2 separate regions of the Ovis aries genome follow, and region 2 is linked to region 1. The links are chromatin contacts, called in public Hi-C maps. All regions are on one chromosome and are shown on one strand. Each heading gives the region's core, a stretch centred on a gene start, on an enhancer-like site or on the middle of the called end of the contact. The rest is flanking DNA. Distances are from core to core; before and after follow the strand shown. Region 1 overlaps LNX1 (ligand of numb-protein X 1). Region 2 holds the start of LNX1 (ligand of numb-protein X 1).

Region 1 (4,900 bases), core at 2,025-4,524:
CAGTCAAAGGATTTGGCATAGTCAATAAAGCAGAAGTAGATGTTTTTCTGGAACTCTCTTGCTTTTTCCGTGATCCATCGGATGTTGGCAATTTGATCTCTGGTTCCTCTTCCTTTTCTAAAACCAGCTTGAACATCTGGAAGTTCATGGTTCACGTACTATTGAAGCCTGGCTTGGAGAATTTTAAGCATTACTTTACTGGCGTGTGAGATGAGTGCAATTATGTGGTAGTTTGAGCATTCTTTGGCATTGCCTTTCTTTGGGATTGGAATGAAAACCGACCTTTTCTAGTCCTGTGGCCACTGTTGAGTTTTCCAAATTTGTTGGCATATTGAGTGCAGCACTTTCACAGCATCATCTTTTAGGATTTGAAGTAGCTCAACTGGAATTCTATCACCTCCACTAGCTTTGTTTGTAGTGATGCTTCCTAAGACCCACTTGACTTTGCATTCCAGGATGTCTGGCTCTAGGTGAGTGATCACACCATTGTGATTATCTGGGTCATGAAGATCTTTTTTATACAGTTCTTCTGTGTATTCTTGCCACCTCTTCTTAATATCTTCTGCTTCTGTTAGGTCCATAATATTTCTGTCCTTTATCCAACCCATCTTTGCGTGAAATATTCCCTTGGTATCTCTAATTTCTTGAAGAGGTCTCTAGTCTTTCCCATTCTATTGTTTTCCTCTATTTCTTTGCTTTGATTGCTGAGGAAGGCTTTCTTATCTCTCCTTGCTATTCTTTGGAACTCTGCATTCAAATGGGCATATCTCTCCTTTTCTCCTTTACTTTTCGCTTCCCTTCTTTTCACAGCTATTTGTAAGGCCTCCTCAGACAGCCATTTTGCTTTTTTGCATTTCTTTTTCTTGCAAAAGAAAAAGATGGTCTTGATTCCTGTTTCCTATACAATGTCACAAACCTCCGTCCATAGTTCATCAGGCACTCTGTCTATCAGATCTAGTCCCTTAAATCTGTTTCTCACTACCACTTATAGTCATAAGGGATTTGATTTAGGTCATACCTGAATGGTCCAGTGGTTTTCTCCACTTTCTTCAATTTCAGTCTGAATTTGACAATAAGTAGTTCATGGTCTGAGCCACAGTCAGCTCCCCAGTCTTGTTTTTGCTGACTGTATAGAGCTTCTCCATCTTTGGCTGCAAAGAATATAGTCAATATAGTTGACCACCTGGTGATAATCCATGGATGAGGTCACAAAAGAGTCAGACAGGACAGAGTGACTTTCATTTTCATATATATATAAACATGTATATGTATACATAACATATATATTATGTATAACATACATAATATATAAAGTAAACATGTATACGTATATCCTGGCTTGATGTTGTTTTAGTTGCTAAGTCATGTCCTATTCTTTTGTGACTGCATGGACTGTAGCCCACCAGGCTCCTCTGTCCATGGCAAGAATACTAGAGTGGATTGCCATTTCCTCCACCAGGGGATTTTCCCCACCCAGGGATCGAACCCATGTCACCTGCATTGGCAGGGAAGTCTATAGATACTGGCTAAAAGGCATTCAAATTCAACTTAACTCCAAATAAAGACACCTGTGTCCAATTCAGCAGACGCTTCTGCCTGCCTGGTTTGGCCTTGAGGGCCAAGAGTTTATGACCCTAGGCAGCTCCTTCTTTAAACATTTCCATCAGCACCATGTTGACATGACCCAGAGGAGACTGAATTCCATAGAAGAAGCCTAAAACCAGAGTGTTTAGTATAAAGGAGTCCCAGTCAGAGATTAGGGGGCAGGGAGCCGAGGATTGCTCTTGAGGTCTACAGAAAGCCTGCCAAAAGGATCAAGGGCAGTGCTTTCTTTCATAAGCCCTCACCTCCAGACTTCCATGAACTCTTTCTGAACTTTCTAGATGCCCAAGCAAATTGAAGAAATAGACTTTGAGTTTCACACACATGAGCACGGATCCAGTGTTATAGCCTTTCTGGGTCTATTTACAGCTTCATGCATGTCCAGACTTATAGGTGAAGTCCTTGGAGCAGCAAGGGTTCTGAGGACCACCCACATAACAACTGAGGGCTGATTTTTTTTTTTAATGCAGATGTTCAGGCTCTAAATCACTTCCCTAAAACAAAAGTCTTGGGTGGAGAGCATCCATTTTCATTCTCAAGTTCCCCTTGATTCTTATGAGGCCCATCCTATTTTCATTCTTAACAAAAAATTCCCCAAGTGATCCTTATGGGCATTACAGTTTAAGAACCCTTAGTTCCAGCTCAGGTGTCCACTCACCCTGACATCCTGTGGAAAGTCGTCTCTCTGTCCCTCTGCATTCCTCTGTGGTGTATCCTCCACAGCGTTCCCATCCATTCTGCTCTGCCTGCTGAGTCCTAAGGAGGAGGGTTGGTTGAGAGTTGTTTATTTCTTACACCCAGTGTCTGCACAGTACAGGCTTAAATTGAACTAAATGAAATGAATTCACCTCGTGTCTTGGCCGCTTCCACGACAAGTTGTCTGTATATCAGGTTTTGCAGAAAGCAGCACTGGGCCTGAGTAACTGAAATGGCTGCTGCTGCTCAGGTTAATAAATCTCCTGTGGCTTTTGTAATATTTCTTTAAATATTTTGTTTAGCAAAAATCCCAAGGAGAAACTTTAGAGTTGGGGGTGGTGAAATGATGAAATGAATTTTACGATACACTCCCAACTCTCAAAAGCTATTTACAGAAAATTGAAAGTTTTGTCATGTTTCCCCAGCCATTCAAATTCTGTCTCCTATTGTGCCTGAAAACAGTTCTGACTTTGTGTCATATTTTGGTGGAAACTGTGTTTATGCTTGTGGTATAGAGTCTGAGCAAATTCCCTGCATCTGGAGCCCTTTTCTTCGAAGCAGGTAACTGTCCTTTGTTTGAAAGATGAAAGTATCAATAAGGCAGCCAGGCACTGTCAGCCAATGGGGGATAACTGGTCCCTAAAACTGGTGCTATGCTATGGCCATGTGGCTTCTCAGGTTGTCAGGAAATGCCGGCTGTCTTTCTCACTTACAGTCAAATATTCTTGGTTTGGAACTGGCATCACTAGAAACAGAATCCATGCCCATATCTGGAGGGAGAAATTGCACTCTTTCCTGACCCCTGCAGAGAGAGTAGCTCTAAACAGGGATGATTTATTCCCCCTGGAGTTTTGTGCTTGGGAAATTAAAATGCATGACTCCAGTTTTGCAACCTGAATCATTTAAGGCTATGGAAGGATGTCTCTGGAGAAGCTGCCAAGAATAGCAGTTCTGAGGCGGCCCTGTGTGTGTCCTTCTGGGAAGTGGGATAGGGCCTGGGAGTCAGAGACGCAGAACACCCACTACATGTCTCAGGTCCAAGGAGCCTAGCCACCCTCTGCTCCCCTAGCGGAACTTCCTTGAACCAACTTGCAAAACACACCACTGACAAATTGCAGTCTTCATTGGGGTTCACAGACCAATAAGAGCCTTAAATCACACCCCACTGGGCATTCTGGGCTTTCAAGGATTTCAAGATGGTTTGCCCTGGTCCAGCTTCTCCATTTCCCCTTCTTTAGAGAAAGGTCATGTGGTAGCACTGGCCTCCTCCCTGCTGGCTTCAGCCAGACTTGGCCATGAGCTACACAGCCCGGGGAAGCATCTTTTCCAAAGGCTTTGTACTAAGCAGAGGTCCACACAAGGCACGTCGAGACTATTGCTGTTGGACTCTTCTTCGTGTGAATGAGAAGGAAGAGGGTTGAGGGAGAGGAGGGCAGTAGAATGACCTCAGCATCCTTTTCCTCCTCACTTCATTTGCACTGTGTTAACGACTCCCAGCACTTTCCAAGTTTAAACCAACAAAGTGAACTCCATGGGTTTGCCAGGAGATTCTTTCCAAGTTAAGTCTCAAAGAAATTATTTCTTTTTCATCAAAATTGAAAAGGGGGAAAAAAAAAAACCCTGCTGATCTCTGGATTTTTCTCATCTTATGTTTTGAGACTCCAAGGTCAAGTTTAGATTAGGATTTAGAAGGAAGGACGTAGCATTTACAGAGGAAATGGGGTGAGGTGGAGAAATCCTACTCCACTAGAGAGGAGCAAGGTCCATTCTGGGGGAGTAGAGCCAGAGTCCATCTGTGTTCAGTGACTCTCAATGTCTTCCAAAGCATTGCAGCTCAGCACATGTCTAATAGGGCATTTCCCCCTTAAATCTACAGCTTGTGTATCTGGAAGGAAATTGAAGCTGCGTGTTCCCAATTCATTATACTCAACTCATCAAAATGGTGCTCTGTAATGATGCTTTGTCCAAAGAGCATAGTGATCCTGTTTAATGGTCTTTTTTTTTTTTTTTTTTCCTCCTTGAGAATCAGCAAGTTCTCTTTTGCCAGTAAAAAGCAACATCAGTCCCAAATTATTTACATCCTGATCTAAAATGCCAGACTCAGGGGCCTCAAGGTACCACTCTAGTGCTCGGTAAATTGTTTGCTTTTCTTGATGTCACTTAACTATGTCAGGTAGATGAAGGACAGTGGGGATTTTTTTAAAATATCGGGCCTCACTGATTTCTTCATGTTTGATTGATTTTTGTTGTAAAATTCTTAGCTTTTATAATGAAAATCTCAGTGTAAAAGTAGAGTATAAGGAATCCCCATGTACATTAACACCAGTCTCCAATAATTAATAATTCATGGCTATCTTTTTTCATCTATAGTATCTTTTGAAGCAAATCTCAAGCATCATAGTTTATCTGCAGATGTCTTAGTGTTTATCTCTGAAGGATACAGGTTCTTAAGAAATGTAGCTATAACATTAATATCACACAAAACAACCATAATCCCTTAAAATCAAAATGCAATCAGTTTAAATATGCAATCAGTTCAGCATTTCCCTGTTGACTTGGCAAACTCCAAATACCAGGTTAGTACCTAAAAAAAATACAGCAA
Region 2 (5,461 bases), core at 2,286-4,785, 94 kb before region 1:
CAGAACTTTTGAATAGAATGTTGCAGTTGATATCAGTTTAGGAGGTGAGATTGACAGAACAGACTCATGGGTTGGTTGTGGGACTGGAGGGAGAGACAGGAGCACTTGGGTGGCTGGAAAGATCATTGGCTAAGATGGAAGCAGCTGCTGCTGCTGCTAAGTCGCTTCAGTTGTGTCTGACTCTGTGCAACCCCATACACGGCAGCCCACCAGGCTCCTGTGTGCCTGGGGTTTTCCAGGCAAGAATACGGGACTGGGTTGCCATTTCCTTCTCCATGGAAGCAGCAGGAGGGGGAAAAAGAGGTAGAAGGCTTGGCTTTGCCTGAGTGGAGTTGGAGATGGCAGTGAGATTCTGAGAACACGATTGGAAACTCAGAAGAGAGTTCTGAGCCAGAGATCCAAATATGGGAGTTGTTGGCACAGAGATGGTGTTTAAAGCCTCAGGGTGGAACTTCGCACTCCTCATTGCCTCTCTCATTTGCAGACACAGGTGGGCAAACTATCAGGGATGAGCATGGAGGAGGATAAGGAAAGCAATCAGCCCACAATGGTCTAAGGAAACCATTTTCTGCCTCCTATTTTGATAAATCCACGTTCACCCTGGGCATCTTGTAAGCATACAAACAAGCCTAAAAGAAAGCGAGTTAATCTTCTGATTTCTTGCTCACAGAATATTGAAATATGGAGGGGAGAGATGAATTAGGAATTTGGGAATAATACATACTATCATATAGGACATAGATAAATAATAAGGACCTACTGTATACCACGGGACCTATACTCAATATTTGGTTTAAAAATCTATGTGGAAAAAGAATCTGAAATATATATATAAATATAACTGAATCACTTTGCTGTGAAACTATCGCCTGAAACTAATACAACAATGTAAATCAACTATGCTCCGATAAAAAAGAAAATAAAAAGAATCCTGAAATAGCTCCTCTAGCATTTTACATAATTCAGTTTTAAGATTCCTCCTTCAAAATGCACCAAAAATGACATTTTCTCTGCATGCAAGTGGACACATTACTTTTAGGGACACTTAGAATGGCCATATTTCTTTGCATGGCAAAGTTGTGCTTGCTTTCCCATAATAATTAAAATCCGTGAGGATTCTAATTGCATCTGGATGTCTCTGCTGAGTTGGAACCTGTCACTCATCTACAGCATCCCACACCAAACGGAAAGGACATGCTAAAGCCGTGGCATTTGAGCAGACCCAGGTCCCACACTGTGAGTTGCCAGGGAGTGAGTAATTCTGGCCTCGGAAAGGGCACATTTGTAAAGCTAAATTAATACGTCCTGTTTTTCATCCGTGACTTCTCTCTGTTTCCAGTTTTAAACAGTCAGCTGCCTTGGTTACATGACCATGCAAAAAAAAAAAAAAAATGGGATGGGGGGAGGTTTGTATGTTTATTGTCAATCCCAGAATGGACTCAGCTCTTGGAACCAACTCAGTCAGTACTGATCCAGATGCTCAAAGGAGAGGAAAGAGAAATAAAATCCATCTACCTCATTACCTTTCTGAATGGAAACCCCCAAAGCATCTGACAGTCCCCAAGTCTGCTATCTTTATTCCCTGGTGGTGAAAAGCTGTGAAGCAGATGAGGAACATGAAAGCTTTCATTACATCAGCTCCCTTCCAACATTTTGGTTTTCATTTCATACGATAAGGTTGAAAGGCCCATTTGACTGTTATAAATTGCCTTTCCTCATCAAAGAACTCCAAGACCAGAGTCTGTAAACATATCTGGACACTGTGTTTAGTTGTAAACCACTGGGAAAGAAAAATGAAATGACATCTAAACTAAAAGCCCGGCCCCTTTCCAATATTCTTTTTTTATTGCTATAAATCCAGTAAATAAGTCTTTAGTGTCTGTTGAGAATGAAAGCTGACCAACCTCAGACTTAAAGGCATATGTGGCCCCAGAGTAAAGTACCCTCAAGCTCCACAAAACCAAATGCAAGTGTCCCATGTGCAAGCAGCGGCCCTAATGTCGCAAGTTCTATATTTACAAAAGCGGACGACTTAGACGTTGCTGGGAGGCATCTCCTTGTCTCCTAATGAAAGGTCTTACTTTCCTTTGACCAGCAGCCAGTTGCCCTGGGTAACTGCACTGGAGAGCTACACGCTAACAGCTGGAAGTAAAGATGAGCCCCCCACCCCCACCCCAAAAATGTTGCAGTAGGACCTGAGGACTGAAAATACCATGCGCTGATTTCTTCTCATCAGGCAGAAGTTTCCAGGTTGGAACTTAAAATTATTCATCCCCTGGATTATTGATTAAAAGAAGCTTGTAACTGTTAGGCTTCTAGAGTCAAAACGACAAATTTGCGTGATCAGACCATAACTGAAGCACACACAGAGGCCAAGAGATTTACAGGGCCCTTCCTTCTGGGTCAGTCAGAATCACAGTGGAGAACTGGGTGAAAGCAGCCAGCAGCACCCCCTTGGAGAAGAAGAGAGGGTGCCGTGCTAGGTGAGTCCTATGTACGAGTCACATAAAGGTAGCATCACTTCGTAACTCCTGGAAGAGGTCATTTAACTAACCGATGAGCCGTGGTTCTGTTTAGAATTCTATTCCCAGGCCTAAGAGTTTGTTTAAGCAACTCTTTGGCCATCACAGGAGCTGTCAGCCCACCGAAGTGCTTAAGCTGACTGTTGGGAAAAGCAAGACTCAGAAGAGCATCCTTCCAGAAGGGCAATTTCTACATTTTTAACTAGTGGGGTCACTGTGCAGGAGTAACTTAATCTCTCCAATCCTTATTTTCTTCATCTACAAAATGGGAATGAGGATGATAGAATTATGTTGAGAATTAAATGAAATAACACAGGTTGAGGTCATTAGCACAGCACCTGGCAGATGATAAGCTCTCAATAAATGCTGGCAAAGATGATGCCACTGATGATGACCATGACATTGAAGAGTAAGTAGAAGAAAACTTTATTCAAACAATAATCTTGTATCTTTAGAGGATGTCTTGAAAGTCTTACCTGTGTCTTTAAAAGTCTCGGCTTGTGTCAGCCATAAACTTGCTCATTCTTTTCCTTTGGCTACAAACATTTGCCAGTGTTTGGTTACAAGAGATGCTGCCTATGGAAAAATCTTTGAAAGATTTGGCAAGGCATTGGAGCGAGTCAGGATTGCTTGATTGGTCCAACATAGATTTCACACTTCTGATAGAAATGCACACTTCTTTGCATATTTAAAATTTTTTAAATGCCTGGGGCAATTAAAAAATGCCTGGGGCCCCTTCAGGCAGCGGCCAGCTCCTGCCTCTTTAGAAAGTGATCCCAGCGTGATGATGTCCCAGCCTGGTGATGACCTGGAGGGGTAATGACCCTGTGTTTATTTCCTTGTTGATTTCCCTTCCCTGGCTCCAAGCTCATTTTCCCATTGCCTGCAGGAAAACAACATCCAGGGGTGCGGTAGGCCTGACTTGGCAGCCCTAAAGGTGAACAAAAGGACCCTGGCTCTGGCCAAGAGCAGAAGGAAGTTAGAGGGAGACTCAGCCCATCCAGACCAGAACAGACACATCGCTGATGCTCTTGAGTGGCTGCTCAGTGGTAGCCACTCTCCCTGGAAGCTCCCCAGAGGCTGCTCTCGGGGTTATGGCTCAGTTCTGTGCAGAGCCTGCAGCAGGGGCAGGGGATGCACTGATTGAGTCCAAGGTGGAGTGGATCTCATGCGTGTCTGGAAGACAGGGCACAGGAAAGAGAAGGGAAATTTTCCCAGGCTACTGCTGAGTCAGAAAAACTCAGTTCCCAAATGGACTTCACCCGGAGGCCTCACACAGCTGAAAACTGATCCGCAATGCAGCAAAGGTAAGCGGCCTGCCACCTCCAGAGGGTTGCGTCTCAGGCAATTGGAGAAAACTTTGTCCTGACTCTCCGAGCCCAGCCCCGACCCCACTCCTGCCATACACCACACACACACACACACACACACACACACAGAGGCACACAGGCACACACACACACTTGTTAAGGAGAACTTGTTAAGGGCACACACACACACACACATACACACACTTGTTAAGGAGAACCTAGAAATACTTTCAACACTCTAGAAAGGCCTCAGGACATTTACTGTCTTTATGTTCAAGGATACCACTTCCTTGACTTTCAAAAATAAAAACTACTTTTTGATTTCATTTTTCACTGGCCAAACTGGTCAGTTAAAATGTAAGTAATCCCATTAATGGTGACTGGGTTTCTATAACATTATTCTTTATCAGTATTCAAAACACATTCACGTGTTTTGTCCCATTTCTGTCGTAGACAATAGGCATTTCCGTTACTGTTTTACCCACAGAGGCACTTAGGTGCAGAGAAATTGTGACCTGCCCAGCAGTGTGTAGGAAAGTGACAGACAGCTCACCTTGTCTCCATTCCTGCCTCTTTCCAGTAGAATGGGGACTCTACTTTCTAAAGCAAATGACAGACTACCCTGTCTGTCGCATATTCCAGCAAATGGTCTGATGAGAGGATCCAGAAACGGAGAGTCACAGTATCCAGGACAATACCCCACTGTGTCGTGTATCCTTATTCACATCCATCCCTGGACACTGAAGCCAGTTCAACAGATATTGATAAGCGGTGGCCCCAGCGCCCAGTTCTGGGTCACACATCAGTGCAAGATGTAGACCCTATGCCCAGAGGGTGCTGAAGGAGGCAGAGTGGGGGCTGGGGGAGGGCTATGAGTGAGAAAGCTCTCCATGGGAGGGGAGCTTCACACTTGGGCTTAGCATGCTGAAGGAGCGGTTTCAGATCAGCACAGCCCTCGAGTAGGGAGGGAGTGTACATTTATAGCAAGACCACAGCAGCAGGGCAGGAGGAGAAGAGCACAGCCTGAAGAATTAGACCATCCAATGGTGAATCCTGGTTCCACCACCTACTAGCTCTGTTGTTGCTGTTGTTCAGCCACTAAGTCGTGTCCGACTGTTTGTGACCCCGTGGACTGCAGCACACCAGGCTTCCCTGTCCTTCACTATCTCCTGGAGTTTGCTCAAACTCAAGTGCATTGAGTCATTGATGCCATCCAACCATCTCATCCTCTGTTGCCCCCTTCTCCTCCTGTCTTTAATCTTTCCCAGCATCAGGGTCTTTTCCAATGAGTTGGCTCTTTGCATTAGGTGACCAAAGTATTGGAGCTTCAGCTTTATGTCTGGGCTAATTCAGGTAACACCTCTGACCTCAGTTTTTTGACATGTAAAATGGGAACAATCGGTGATACCTACCTTAAGGAGTTGTTTTAAAGTATAAATGAGATAACACGTATGAAGTCCTGACTGGCGCACGTGTTCAATACATGCTAACTGGCTCCATGGGAGATGCCAGAGATAAAGATAAGAGGAGCCCTACCCTCAATTTGATCACAAGATCATGAGTCCCTTGTGTGCCACTATCAATGTATGCAGTGTGGTAAGGGCTGTGGGATCGCAGAGGAGGGATCCA

What was found. A called contact is a pair of places that touch in the nucleus more often than the background predicts.
Region 2: a Hi-C map of tail adipose tissue shows a contact between it and region 1, with 1.6 times the contacts expected there. The contact joins the promoter of LNX1 here to the enhancer-like site in region 1. A contact is called at or near these places in 2 of 16 Hi-C or Micro-C datasets (skin fibroblasts and tail adipose tissue).

Annotation. Positions count from the first base shown.
Region 1 is chr6:69,781,390-69,786,289 of ARS-UI_Ramb_v3.0, reverse strand. All of the region lies in intron 2 of LNX1 (ligand of numb-protein X 1), which reads left to right. Among named protein-coding and RNA genes, the nearest start is that of LNX1, 93 kb to the left of the region's middle. Within about 2 kb of position 3,274, at least 9 of the 54 cell types and tissues checked have an H3K27ac peak or open chromatin away from gene starts, as enhancers often do. A contact at or near this core is called in tail adipose tissue, where this site is marked.
Region 2 is chr6:69,875,187-69,880,647 of ARS-UI_Ramb_v3.0, reverse strand. It overlaps LNX1 (ligand of numb-protein X 1), which reads left to right and starts at 3,535. Exons shown (of 11, transcript XM_060417115.1): 1 at 3,535-3,829.